Linked DNA regions of Mus musculus: all the other regions are linked to region 1. A link is a contact called in public HiCAR-type, HiChIP or PLAC-seq and promoter capture Hi-C data. All regions are on one chromosome and are shown on one strand. Each heading gives the region's core, a stretch centred on a gene start, on an enhancer-like site or on the middle of the called end of the contact. The rest is flanking DNA. Distances are from core to core; before and after follow the strand shown.

Region 1 (2,820 bases), core at 135-2,634:
CACCCACTCCAAGTGCAGGTGTGATGTGGGGGGCGGGGGTTGGGGTGGGAGGGGTGGGGGGGGTGGAATCCAGGGCCTACTGTGTGCTAGGCAAGCAAGCTACATCCCCAGGTCAGAATGGAACTACTTTTTACTAGGATGGGTACATGAACACGCATCCATCGACGTGTGTAATAGCATTGCAGAGGGTCGTGGTGCACATGCGTAATCCTGGAATCATTCTTGGCAATCGAGTGAGCTTGGCCTGTGTGACATGAGACCCAGTCTCAAAACGCAATGGAACATACATAGCAATATAACAAAAAAAAAGTGATTTTTGCTACATACACTTAAGAATCGAGTCATAAAAATAAAGCAACACTAGCAGATGGTGGATAGAAATAACGTGAGCAGTTCAGTGGGGGAAAGGCTCCCAGATCTTCCTGGGGAACAGTCGGGTGTGTATTTTTACTACAGTGATGGTGGTTACACAAATTTAGATATGACAAAATGATAGGAGTTTTACCCCAATGTCGGTTTCCTGCTTTTGATGTAAACCGTAGAAGGAACTGAGTGAAAAGCAGAGTTGTTTCTGTGTATTCTTTTAACAACTTCTTGTTAATCTGTGCATTGAGACTAATCCTGTTATTGTATTTATTGAGCATCCTCCCATTGGCATACACGAGCATGTGCATAAACTTTATCCGTGAATACTTTTAACAAAACGGCGGTATATTGCATCATGGTCCTGAACCTTACTATTTTTTTTCTTTGGTGACTTTTCCAAATTATATAGACATTGGGTATTGTACAGTCTTTTCCTGGATGCATAATACTCTGTTCCAAATTGGTCCCATAATGCATTTCAATTTATTGATTAACACTGGTATCTTAACAAGGAATTGCACTTAAATAATTTGGAAATTTTTACAATATGAAAGATTAGCTAGAATTTGATTGAGGCCAATTTTTTTCACGGATTTCATAGGACCAACCACCAGAATATCTTTTAATTAGAAGCAAGAACACGAAGGACAGAAGGAAAACGCTGGGAAATTTCCTGGGTCCAATGGGAAGCAGTGAGCCTGCAGTTTGGAATTACTGCCGGGAATTCGCCATAAGGGCAGGGAGTGGAATGGGGGAAGGTTGAAGAGGAGGAACTACAGATGTAGGAGGCCATGCTCCAAACCCAGCCTTCCCAGGGCTCAGATATACTTAAGTGTATCCAGGCTAGGCACTGTGACGGTGCGTGGCCACCAGGCGGGTTCCTACCACTCCCACCATCACCTCCCCCACCCCCGCCTCCAGCCCACGCGCGCAAGGGGAGCACACGTGGTGACCTGCCTGGGGCTGGATTCCGGGCTCCAGCTCCTCCTCCCTCCCTCCAGCTCGCGCTCGGCTTGCTGCAGTATCACGTGCAACCGCGCCGGGTGCAGGATGGCGGCGGCGGCCGCGGCGGCAGCAGCGCTGGGTGTCAGGCTCCGGGACTGCTGCAGCCGGGGCGCCGTACTCCTGCTCTTCTTCTCCCTGTCCCCTCGGCCCCCGGCCGCCGCTGCCTGGTTACTGGGTCTGCGACCCGAAGACACTGCCGGAGGCCGCGTGTCTCTGGAGGGGGGCACCCTGCGGGCGGCCGAAGGCACCAGCTTCCTCCTGCGGGTCTACTTCCAGCCTGGCCCGCCGGTCCCCGCCGCGCCCGTGCCCGCACCCTCCCTGGCCCCGGGGGAAAACGGCACGGGCGATTGGGCCCCGCGGCTCGTGTTCATCGAGGAGCCCCCGGGCGCGGGCGGCGCGGCGCCCAGCGCGGTCCCCACGCGTCCCCCGGGACCTCAGCGCTGCCGCGAGCAGAGCGACTGGGCGTCGGACGTGGAGGTCCTGGGGCCCCTGCGCCCCGGGGGCGTGGCGGGCTCGGCCCTGGTCCAGGTGCGGGTGCGGGAGCTGCGGAAGGGCGAGGCGGAGCGCGGCGGCGCGGGCGGCGGCGGGAAGCTCTTTTCGCTGTGCGCCTGGGACGGGCGCGCTTGGCACCACCACGGCGCCGCCGGCGGCTTCCTGCTGCGCGTCCGCCCGCGCCTCTACGGCCCGGGTGGGGACCTGCTGCCGCCCGCGTGGCTGCGAGCGCTCGGGGCGCTCCTGCTGCTGGCCCTGTCCGCCCTGTTCAGCGGCCTGCGCCTGAGCCTGCTCTCGCTGGACCCGGTGGAGTTACGGGTGCTGCGGAACAGTGGCTCGGCCGCCGAGCAGGAGCAGGCGCGCCGCGTGCAGGCCGTGCGCGGCAGGGGGACCCATCTGCTCTGCACCCTGCTCCTGGGCCAAGCCGGCGCCAATGCCGCGCTGGCCGGCTGGCTGTACGCCTCGCTGCCGCCGGGCGTCGGGGACCCCGGGGAGGACTCCGGCGAGGCGGGGGTTCACTTCCCGTGGCTGCCGGCGCTGGTGTGCACCGGCGCCGTGTTCCTGGGAGCCGAGATCTGTCCGTACTCGGTGTGCTCGCGCCACGGGTTGGCCATCGCCTCGCACAGTGTGTGCCTGACCCGGCTCCTCATGGCGGCTGCCTTCCCGGTGTGCTACCCTCTGGGCCGCCTCCTGGACTGGGCTCTGCGCCAGGAGATCAGCACCTTCTACACGAGGGAAAAGCTGCTGGAGACGCTGCGGGCCGCCGACCCTTACAGCGACCTGGTGAAGGAAGAGCTCAACATCATTCAGGGAGCCCTGGAGCTGCGCACCAAGGTGGTAGAGGAGGTGCTGACCCCTCTAGGGGACTGCTTCATGTTGCGCTCTGACGCCGTGCTTGACTTCGCCACTGTATCCGAGATCCTCCGTAGTGGCTACACTCGCATCCCGGTGTATGAG
Region 2 (2,820 bases), core at 234-2,733, 770 kb before region 1:
TTGGTGTTCCGGTTAAGATTCCCCCTTCACAAAAGGTTGCGTTGCTTGAGGAGAACACCCCCTTTATGCTAGTCCCTGCTAGTGATCATCCAGCCAGCTTGGCACTGGTGTGAAGGAACACTGTGGGGTCACATCATCAAGGAGCCTGTACAAAGTCTGGTAGGAGCCTGGCTACATTGAGGTCTTCCAGTCTGGCTCTGTGTTCTGAGCCACAGGCTGACAGATGGGGGCTAGCCTGGAACAGTGCAGATAGAGAACTAGCTGGAGAGCCATCCAGGTCAGTGGAGAGGATTTGAGATGTGCAGCCTAAAGAGGAGTTTGAAGAGAGATGGAAGCAGTTTCCCAGCTCTGAGAAGTGCAGGTGGGGTTTAGGACCCAGCTTTCCCTCCGTCAGCTAAGCAGAGTGAGGGGCAGACCAGCATTTCAGAACTGGGGGCGAGTGACGGGTGCTGGATGGAGCTTCTCACCCTCCTCCCTGTTGAGTTTCTGTGAAGAACAGGCCCGGCTTTTGGAAGATGAAGGCCTGGCAGATAAAAGAACAGTACAATGGTCCCCCAGCCTGGTGGCTGCTGAGGACCGAGCGTTGGTTCCCAGGGCACACCTTCCTATTGGGGCTTATACAGAGGCTCTATACAAAGCCCCACCAGCCTAGGACACCAAAATCTTGCCTGCAATTACACAGCTCTGTGGCATCTACAGAAATGTGACATGTAATTTACAGTTCTGCTCCGAAGAGGACGTTCCCCTTTCTTGTCACGATCAGCGTCTCGTCCTTCTCAATTAAAGAGTGCAAAAGCCACTGGGCTAGCCAGAGGCAGCAGCGGCAGAGGTGGGCAGACAAGGGAGGGAACTAACAAGAACACACCCAAAGGCTGGTCAGAATAGCAATGCCACGGCGCTGGGGAGCACAGGGAGCACAGTGCATGGGGAGCACGGGGAGCACGGAGAGCACAGTGCCAGTGATGACAATAGCGACCTTGGTTGGCATTTATTGAGCACCTACTGGCTGCCAGGGACTAGGCTATCTATATATCACCCATTTAAACCTTCCAGAACCCCATTGTGGTAGATGGTCTTTTAATAGAAGGGCAATTAAAACACAGAGTGTTAAAGTGACTTAGCCAAGGTCACACAGATAGGAAGTGGCAGAGCTTATATTTGAACTTAGAACACTGCAGTAAGCCTGAGCTTTTAGTCTCTTTGCAGTCATATCTTCTCTGTCCACAGAGGGCCACCTGTCTGCCTTTCAGCCATCTGTAGTTCCTTCGGGATGGTGGCATCGGGGAACCTTTCAAGAGTGAGCAATCCTACCATCTCAATATATTGATTCCGCCTCCTGAGTGAGGCAGAGGAGAAAGACGACTTCTGTCGGGAGGCATAAATTAACTCTGTGCCCTTGGGTTTTGTGTTACCATGCTGCCTCTTTGCCATTCAGGTGGCAGGCTGGCCTGCTGCAGATCTGTTGCTTCAGAGCGATTCATGAGCAGCACATGGCAAGTGCCGGGACAACAGCTTCCACCCGGAGCCTGGACAAATGGCGGTACAGAGCAGAGGGCAAGGCAATTTACAAGGAATCTTAGCAACCAGGCAACGGGCAGTAAACCAGAAAATCGCCAAGGAAACCCAGCAGAGCATGAGCTAAACGAATTGCAGGATTTGTGAACCAATTTACACCCACCAGAGGAGGGGCGGGAGAGGCAGGGCAGCAGGAAGAGCCACAGCCCCAGACAGAGGCTGTCACCTCCACTGCACTTGTTGAAGGGCAGCGAGGACAGAGACTCTACTGAGGCAGGACAAGTGGGAGTCTCTGAAGCACTACGGAGTGGACTTCAGGCCTAGCTCTGGGGTGCCTGGTATCTATCATTGCCACAGTGACTCTTCTCCCTGAGCCAGGGAGTCAGTCAAAAAGAAATGGACCACCATTGACCTGAACTGGAAGCCGCCCTTGATTCCATCTGGAGATTAGGAAGCAGACTCTATGGTCATGTAAGGCACCTCACTGGGGAGACAAAGATGCTCTTGGGGATATGGAAGCAAGCAGATGACAGGCACCTTCTCTGAATGATGGCTTTGGCACACATCTGCTCAGAAACACATTGTTCTCTTGGGAGAGATCTACTTGTCCCCAAGGGGCCTGTAGAGTAGTGAGGGCCCAGAAAAACCGAGCTTCCAGGATATAAATATGTCAGCTCGGTTAAGCAAGAGCTTTGCAAGGACATCCACAGGTGAGACGTCACTTTCAGTCACCTCACACCCGGAGCTGGGTCTCTGGTTCCATGCAGCCCAGGGTACTTGAGTCTCCGGTGACACGTGCAAGATGCAGAGTTAGTCCTAAGCAATGTAATCTCCCACAAACTGTGCCCACATTCTCCTAAGGAAAGCGGGTTGCCACTGGTGAGCTAATTAACGGATGAGAGAGGGGGTCCTGTTTTAGAGGCTTCAGCTGGGTACTGGTTGCTTTTAGGCCTCGGTGCTGAATGGCGATGTCAGAGCGTGTGTGACAGAGTAAACCACCCACCTCTCAGCCAGGAAGCAAAAGAAAAGCTCGGGAGGTCCCACAATTCCCCTTAAAGACCATTCCACCAATGACTTAAGGTTCTATTACTTACCAACAGCACCACCTTGGGAACTATAACCTCAGTCGATGCTTGGGTCTTTGGGGGACACTTACTTGATGGTCAGATGGTAACAGGGACTAATTGCTCCCCCAGAAGTGTGACTTACTGATATTCCTGCAAAATGGGGATTAAGTCAGAGCACCATAGTAAGAACATTGGGACTGTAGTCCTCTAGGGCTGTAGGGCAATGGGCTATGCAGAC
Region 3 (2,820 bases), core at 89-2,588, 630 kb before region 1:
GGTCGGAAAGGATCCATAATGCATGAGAGACATGAAGGTGTCCTAGTGGGTGACAAATGACTACCAGGGAGATATAAAAGGGATGTCTATGCTCTGTGGGGCACAAGGCTGATTGATCTCTAAGAACCTTCTTCAGATGAAAAACTCTGCAACAAGAAGGCTGCCATTGACATACAGGGGATACACACTGTGCAAAACTTCTTACACACAGGGGATGTTACAGACTCCCCAGAACCTCAGAAGGTTATGGAAGTACAAGCAGCCCAAGCCTCCTGTTTTAATATAGGATATTTATTTCAGACTGTTCGCCAAGGTTGATTGGTATGTAGCCAATATATCTGTTATGAGATGATTCTGTAGTTTTGTCTTCTTTGCCTACAAAGAAATTTAAGTGCATCAGCCAATAGTGCTGCTCCTAACTGGTGAGGCTGTGAGACAAGAGAGATACATGGCTTCTAGGAGCAGGTGTCTCTCCTACCGTTGTGCCTAGTTATCTGGGCACCTGATACTTTTTGCAAGGAGGAGACCTTGCAAAAGTATCCATTCCTTACATATTTGAAGGAATGAAAAAGACCTTTAACTTGGTCCTTATCATTATTGTAGTCTTCTTTCCTTTAATGAGAGGGAGAGTTTATTTTGATAGGAGCTTGGTGGAACTCCTTTCAAGAGGTTCTCTGATTGGCTTCCATAGAAGTGGGGGCATAGTTGGGGCAGGGAGAGGTTGTTGGAGGTCTCATGATAGTGAGCGGTAGAATTCTATACCATTTTATTACACTCCCCCCTCTAGCTGACATGATCGGCAAGCTCTGTAACTACAGCTCAGTGAGGAGCACCGTGTTTCATGTACTTACAAGACCTTTCTCATGCCTGCCACTGTATCAGACACAAAGAACATACACAGGACCACTGGCCCCAGGTTCAAGGTACCATCAGGATGTAAGTGAGACCTTCTCATGAAATGTCCATGAGCACTAGTGTGAGCCCTGGGAAGGGCCTCCATGGGAGCCCTCAGTGAGGACACACAAATCCTTCTCAGCACTTATATGTATTGCTGGCCTATTCCTGGACGCAGACTACTATTACAAAGGCCGCAGACTGGTGCATTTTCCAATAGGGACAGAAGGTGCCAGGAGTAATTTTTTCTCTTGAGGCTGGGGTCCACCTTTTGGGTGGCTGCCTCAGGGCCTGCCACAGACAAGGAATACAATGTTGCCTTGTGTGATGATCAGATAATTCCAGGCAAGGCCATAAAGCAGTCAGTCACTGTCAGGTAAGGGACAGAGCTTCCTGCTGAGCAAATGGGATGTTGAAAGCTTCTGGCCTGTCCCCAGGACAGCGTTCCCTCCTCTACAATAGGCACTTGTATCTACAGGGAAGACAACAGCCCCTGGCGCCCACCTCTGCTTACAGTGAGGCTTTGAAAGCATCTTATCATGAGGAATGAACAGGCTTGGCCTCTGTCTCATCAAGGCTGGAGAAGGAACATATGGTGTAATCCGACCACAGCAGCTCTTTGTGCTTCCCTCCCCTTGATCAGCCCAGATAGGCCCTGGATGGAGGTCTGACAGGAGCCAGGAGGCAGTCCTGCCCCCAGGTTTTCTCTGTAGTAAGAGAAAGAATTCTTCCTAGGGTAATCGCCTCTGCCTTAAACAGGAAGTGATGTAAGACAGAGATGGCCAGTTGGTTTTTGTTTTAGATTCAGTTTTAAAAATTTCCCCTATGGCCTGTATGTTTTAAACTTAAAAAGAAAACCTGCCAAACTTCACTAGTAATTGACTTACCTGTTTTAAAGAGAACTGTGTTGATGCCCAGTACTTCAGGCCAAAAGGAGGGTACGCTCTCAGTACCACGCTGGGTTCCGATGCTTCCAGAACCTCTTTGCCTCCAAAGGAAGTCTACATTTTACAGCCTTCTAACACTTAACATGGCTGAGGTTTCTGAAATATGGGAACTGTCCCTGAAGCTAGCGTGCTTCCCCTTGGGCACTCTTTTCCAGAGACCTAGGTGGGACACCAACCAGTCTGGACCCCGTGCTCTTGTGCCATAGATACTTATTTTCTTAGGCTCTGTGGTGGGTCAGAGCGTCACACTCAGCCTCTTGTCTTGGCTCAGGTTTACACACACACAATTTTTGTGGGCATCACATCAACTGGCACAGCCAAAGTGCCCAATAAACATCTGTTGTTTGAGGAAGAGACTGAACAAAAAGCATTGTCTGAACCCTTCCTGAGTAAATCCTAGAGACGAAAGGCTTCCTTGACAAGAAGCTATCAGTCCTCGGCAACCTGCAAAGAGAATGGTGACCACAGAGGCAGTATTCAGTTAAGACCAAGTGAACAAAGGTGGGCTCTGAAGGGTCCCAGGACCCCGGCTTTCTAAGAGGGGCTGCTATTGGGTGACCTTCTGCTCCCACCGTTTGTGGGAAAACTTACTTGTGGTGGTTTGTGCAGTGAGCATAGATTCTTAGTTTGTCTCGGATGACTCTTCCTGGCCGAGGCTTCCGCTGGAGCCCAGCTACATGCACTGCCAGGACTTTGGGGCCAATCAGACGCTTGTAAAGCAGAGAAAGCCAATAGTCCTGAGGGGAATGGAGAGGTGGAGTCAGAGAGACAACGCATGCGCACTCAGGTGTGCTGAGAAAACATGACAAACACGGGTCAGAGACTACGTCCTGCTAGGAATATAGTGTGGCTACCCTCCTAGAGCAGGCCGCTAGCTGATAATGAAGAGTCCTTTCTAACACAACCTTCCACTGACTAAGTGGGGCAGAGTTAACTGACATGGCCTCAGAGCAGCTTGTGAACAAATGAACCAAGTTCT
Region 4 (2,820 bases), core at 155-2,654, 550 kb before region 1:
GCTCAGTTTCCAACTGTCACCCTTTGATGTGTTTCTGTTTCTCTAATATCTTTTCCTCCTGTGTTCACTCTTTGATCCTCTTAGCACCACCAGCTACTGTCACCCTCAATGACAATCTTCTGAGACCTGAATACACTGTATAGCACTGCCCCACCCTAAGGGCCTCAGCTGTGGCCGCTCCTTTGTCCATCTACACCAGCATTTCCTTAATAATTACTTAAATGTTTACTTTATATCATATTACATAAAAATTAAATGTAATCTTTCACAACTAGAAAACAATGGTTTATATGATGGATACACTGTCCAGTTGTAGCAGGCATATGCTGTCCTCGATCTGGAGAGTGGGGACTGGCCGAGTACCAAGGACACAGGCCATCACACTGAAACTTCCTTCTGATCTCACAAGAACAAGGAGGAGGGTGCAGTTGTTCTGGTGGCGTCAACAGCCCATATTGTCCTGCTTGCAGACACAGCACACCCTGTTTGCTCTCTCTCCATATTAGTTATACCCATCTTAACTTGGGGAACACTGGTGCACAGAATGGTACCAGGCTTTGGCGCCAGAGTGTTCTGGGCTTGCCACTTCTAACTGTGCCCTCAGGACAGGTATTATCCTCTGTGGCTCCCCTCTCTGCTTCTTTTTTGGGGGGTGGGGTGGGAGTTGGGTTTGTTTGTTTGTTTGTTTGTTTGTTTGTTTGAGACAGGGTTTCTCTGTATAGCCTTGGCTGTTGTAGAACTCACTCAGTAGACCAAGCTGGCCTCGAACTCAGAAATCTACCTGCCTCCGCCTCCCGAGTGCTGGGATTAAAGGCGTGCGCCACCACCGACTGACCCTCTCTGCTTCTTAAGTAAATGAGATCTTCATCAGTGGCATAGGATGTGAGAAGATGAGAGATGCTATATTTATAAAATGGACAGCACAGGATAAGAATTAAGGACTACCTTGTATTATCTCTAACACTACCATTTTTGAGGCACAGATCAAACACTAACCTCTCTCCGAGAGCACCAGTTTCTGCCATGACCTTTCACAGTGCTGTGGCCAAGTTCTCACGGTGATCATCCTGCTTGCGTTTGTCTCTGTCATTGTTTGAAGAAGACAGATTCTTCCCAGCCCAGAAAAGCAGACATTGATGGAAATCCTACTTACTATGCTCAAAGTGTGTGAACCTCACCACAGTTTGTAAGAAGTTTGTACATTTAGTTCAGAAGAGACTGAGTTCTCAGGCGGATCAGGCCACACCATCAGAAGACTTACTCACACAAGCTGAAGACAGCACGGGTATATTTTTCCACTTGGTAAATTAAGAGACACTTAAGGACAGAGAATTTTCCACTACGTCCTTGTCCCTAGCATGTCTGTGTCTCCCACAGCTGTTCCTTCCTACCCCTCTTAATAAAATTCAAATTGCCTAAACAATGGCTGTTAACTCTTGAGCACAGTTCCTCCCTCTTCTGAGAACTGCCTTGTCCAAGGATTCCCGAAATCAACTGAACTTCCGCTAACCTCTCTTGTCTAAGTTCAGAAACAGCTTCTGACCTTCTGGAGTCAGAACGCTCCTTCTGAACCTTCTCTTTGTCTGCATTTTTGAAAGAAGACATATGCTAATGTGCTCTGGATGATTTTCTGCTCTGTAGAAGGCAATAAAGTGTGATAAAAGTATATTTTGGGATCTTAAGTAAGAAATTAAAGGTAAAACAGTTTAATTACGAATGTTTCACTGAAATGAGAGAATACACGAAGTGACCGGCGTGTCACTCTTTCTCTACAGCATGCTCAGCTGTATTCTCTAGGGATCTTGCTGTCCCTCAGCTCCTTATATCTCTCTAATTAGATATCTGAGCTTATGCTAAAGTCGGAGGCCCCTTGAAAAGATCAGTCCTCCACTTCGAGTTTCAAGTTAGCTTTAAAAAATCTTTCATAAGGCAACGGTCTTAAAAATATTTTGTTATATGTCTACTCCTAAAACTGTTCTTAATTTAACAACACTTTGGGGTATGAACACAGAAGTTCATTAGAAACCACACTGTAGAGAAGACAGTACATGACATGATATATATATATATAGGGAAGGTTTGCAGGAAACTAGACCTGGACCACAGGAAAGATACTCAGTATTCACTCCCTAGTTGGTGGGCAATGGAAAAAGAACAAAGCACTGTTGGAAGACTTCCCAGGCCAACTCAGGGCAGCTGTGGGGCCAGGGATCAGTGGCACTTTGAGTGCAAAAGGAGGCACATTCAGCATGCCTAGCTTGACACTGCTTTTGTCTGACCTCAGATTTCCATGGTCTGTAAGGTCACAAGGAACTTCCATGTTCTAGAATAATTTTGGTGACAGAATTAAACTATGAAGTCTCAGGGTTTGGGGAGCAGAGGCTATGTCAGTTCTAAGAGCAGGTGCCAGTATGAAGGAAAACCAAAAACTCCGGAGAAGTGGATGTTGCTGAATGAGGGTCAATTAGTAATCAAATGTTAGCAGACAGGCCACCAGTGCTAGCATGTGGCATAAACATCTCTGTCCCCAGATGCTGGTCCAGCACAGCTTGGGCCTGAAACCTGACTGGGATGGTAAAGGAATAGAGAAGGGCAGACACATAGGCACACAGACAGCAAGGCTGGGCTGGTTGGTGGGTGTGAGCTCTGACGGAACAAGAACAAATATATGGCCACCAGGTACCACAAGTCTGTTATGCACAGGATGGTGGTGGGGGCAGGGTGGAGAGTTAGCTGGTCTCAGCAGAAGGTCTCTGCCAGCAAATAGTTTGAGGCTGTAAACATCTGGGTAGAGGAAGTTGCTGGTGCTAGATTTTGCAT

Evidence for each region. Promoter capture Hi-C pulls out the DNA fragments that hold promoters and counts their contacts. HiCAR-type assays count read pairs that join an accessible place to other places. HiChIP or PLAC-seq counts read pairs in DNA pulled down with a chosen protein or histone mark.
Region 2: a HiCAR-type map of astrocytes shows a contact between it and region 1, with 4 times the contacts expected there. The contact joins the enhancer-like site here to the promoter of Cnnm1 in region 1. A contact is called at or near these places in 3 of 39 promoter capture datasets (the 3T3-L1 cell line, embryonic stem cells and liver), 1 of 115 datasets of contacts at active chromatin or transcription factors (astrocytes) and 1 of 9 other capture datasets (embryonic stem cells).
Region 3: a contact with region 1 is called in a promoter capture Hi-C map of trophoblast stem cells, with 9 times the contacts expected there. The contact joins the enhancer-like site here to the promoter of Cnnm1 in region 1. A contact is called at or near these places in 15 of 39 promoter capture datasets (the 3T3-L1 cell line, the C10 cell line, HPC-7-derived erythroid cells and 10 more), 1 of 484 Hi-C or Micro-C datasets (bone marrow-derived macrophages), 6 of 115 datasets of contacts at active chromatin or transcription factors (embryonic basal ganglia, embryonic forebrain, embryonic hindbrain and 3 more) and 2 of 9 other capture datasets (embryonic stem cells and liver).
Region 4: a contact with region 1 is called in an H3K27ac HiChIP or PLAC-seq map of embryonic stem cells, with 6 times the contacts expected there. The contact joins the enhancer-like site here to the promoter of Cnnm1 in region 1. A contact is called at or near these places in 2 of 39 promoter capture datasets (3T3-L1-derived adipocytes and stem cell-derived epiblast-like cells), 4 of 115 datasets of contacts at active chromatin or transcription factors (astrocytes and embryonic stem cells) and 3 of 9 other capture datasets (adipose tissue, embryonic stem cells and macrophages).

What each region holds. Positions count from the first base shown.
Region 1 is chr19:43,439,029-43,441,848 of GRCm38.p6, forward strand. It overlaps Cnnm1 (cyclin M1), which reads left to right and starts at 1,385. Exons shown (of 12, transcript NM_001373992.1): 1 at 1,385-2,820. The coding sequence starts at 1,417.
Region 2 is chr19:42,671,733-42,674,552 of GRCm38.p6, forward strand. No RefSeq gene overlaps it. Among named protein-coding and RNA genes, the nearest start is that of Gm25216, 27 kb to the right of the region's middle. Within about 2 kb of position 1,484, at least 42 of the 459 cell types and tissues checked have an H3K27ac peak or open chromatin away from gene starts, as enhancers often do. A contact at or near this core is called in astrocytes, where this site is marked.
Region 3 is chr19:42,810,448-42,813,267 of GRCm38.p6, forward strand. Hpse2 (heparanase 2) reads right to left here. Exons shown (of 12, transcript NM_001081257.2): 10 at 2,433-2,578. Among named protein-coding and RNA genes, the nearest start is that of Hps1, 32 kb to the left of the region's middle. Within about 2 kb of position 1,339, at least 22 of the 459 cell types and tissues checked have an H3K27ac peak or open chromatin away from gene starts, as enhancers often do. A contact at or near this core is called in trophoblast stem cells, where this site is marked.
Region 4 is chr19:42,890,362-42,893,181 of GRCm38.p6, forward strand. The region is part of intron 9 of Hpse2 (heparanase 2); the gene reads right to left. Among named protein-coding and RNA genes, the nearest start is that of Hps1, 110 kb to the left of the region's middle. Within about 2 kb of position 1,405, at least 8 of the 459 cell types and tissues checked have an H3K27ac peak or open chromatin away from gene starts, as enhancers often do. A contact at or near this core is called in embryonic stem cells, where this site is marked.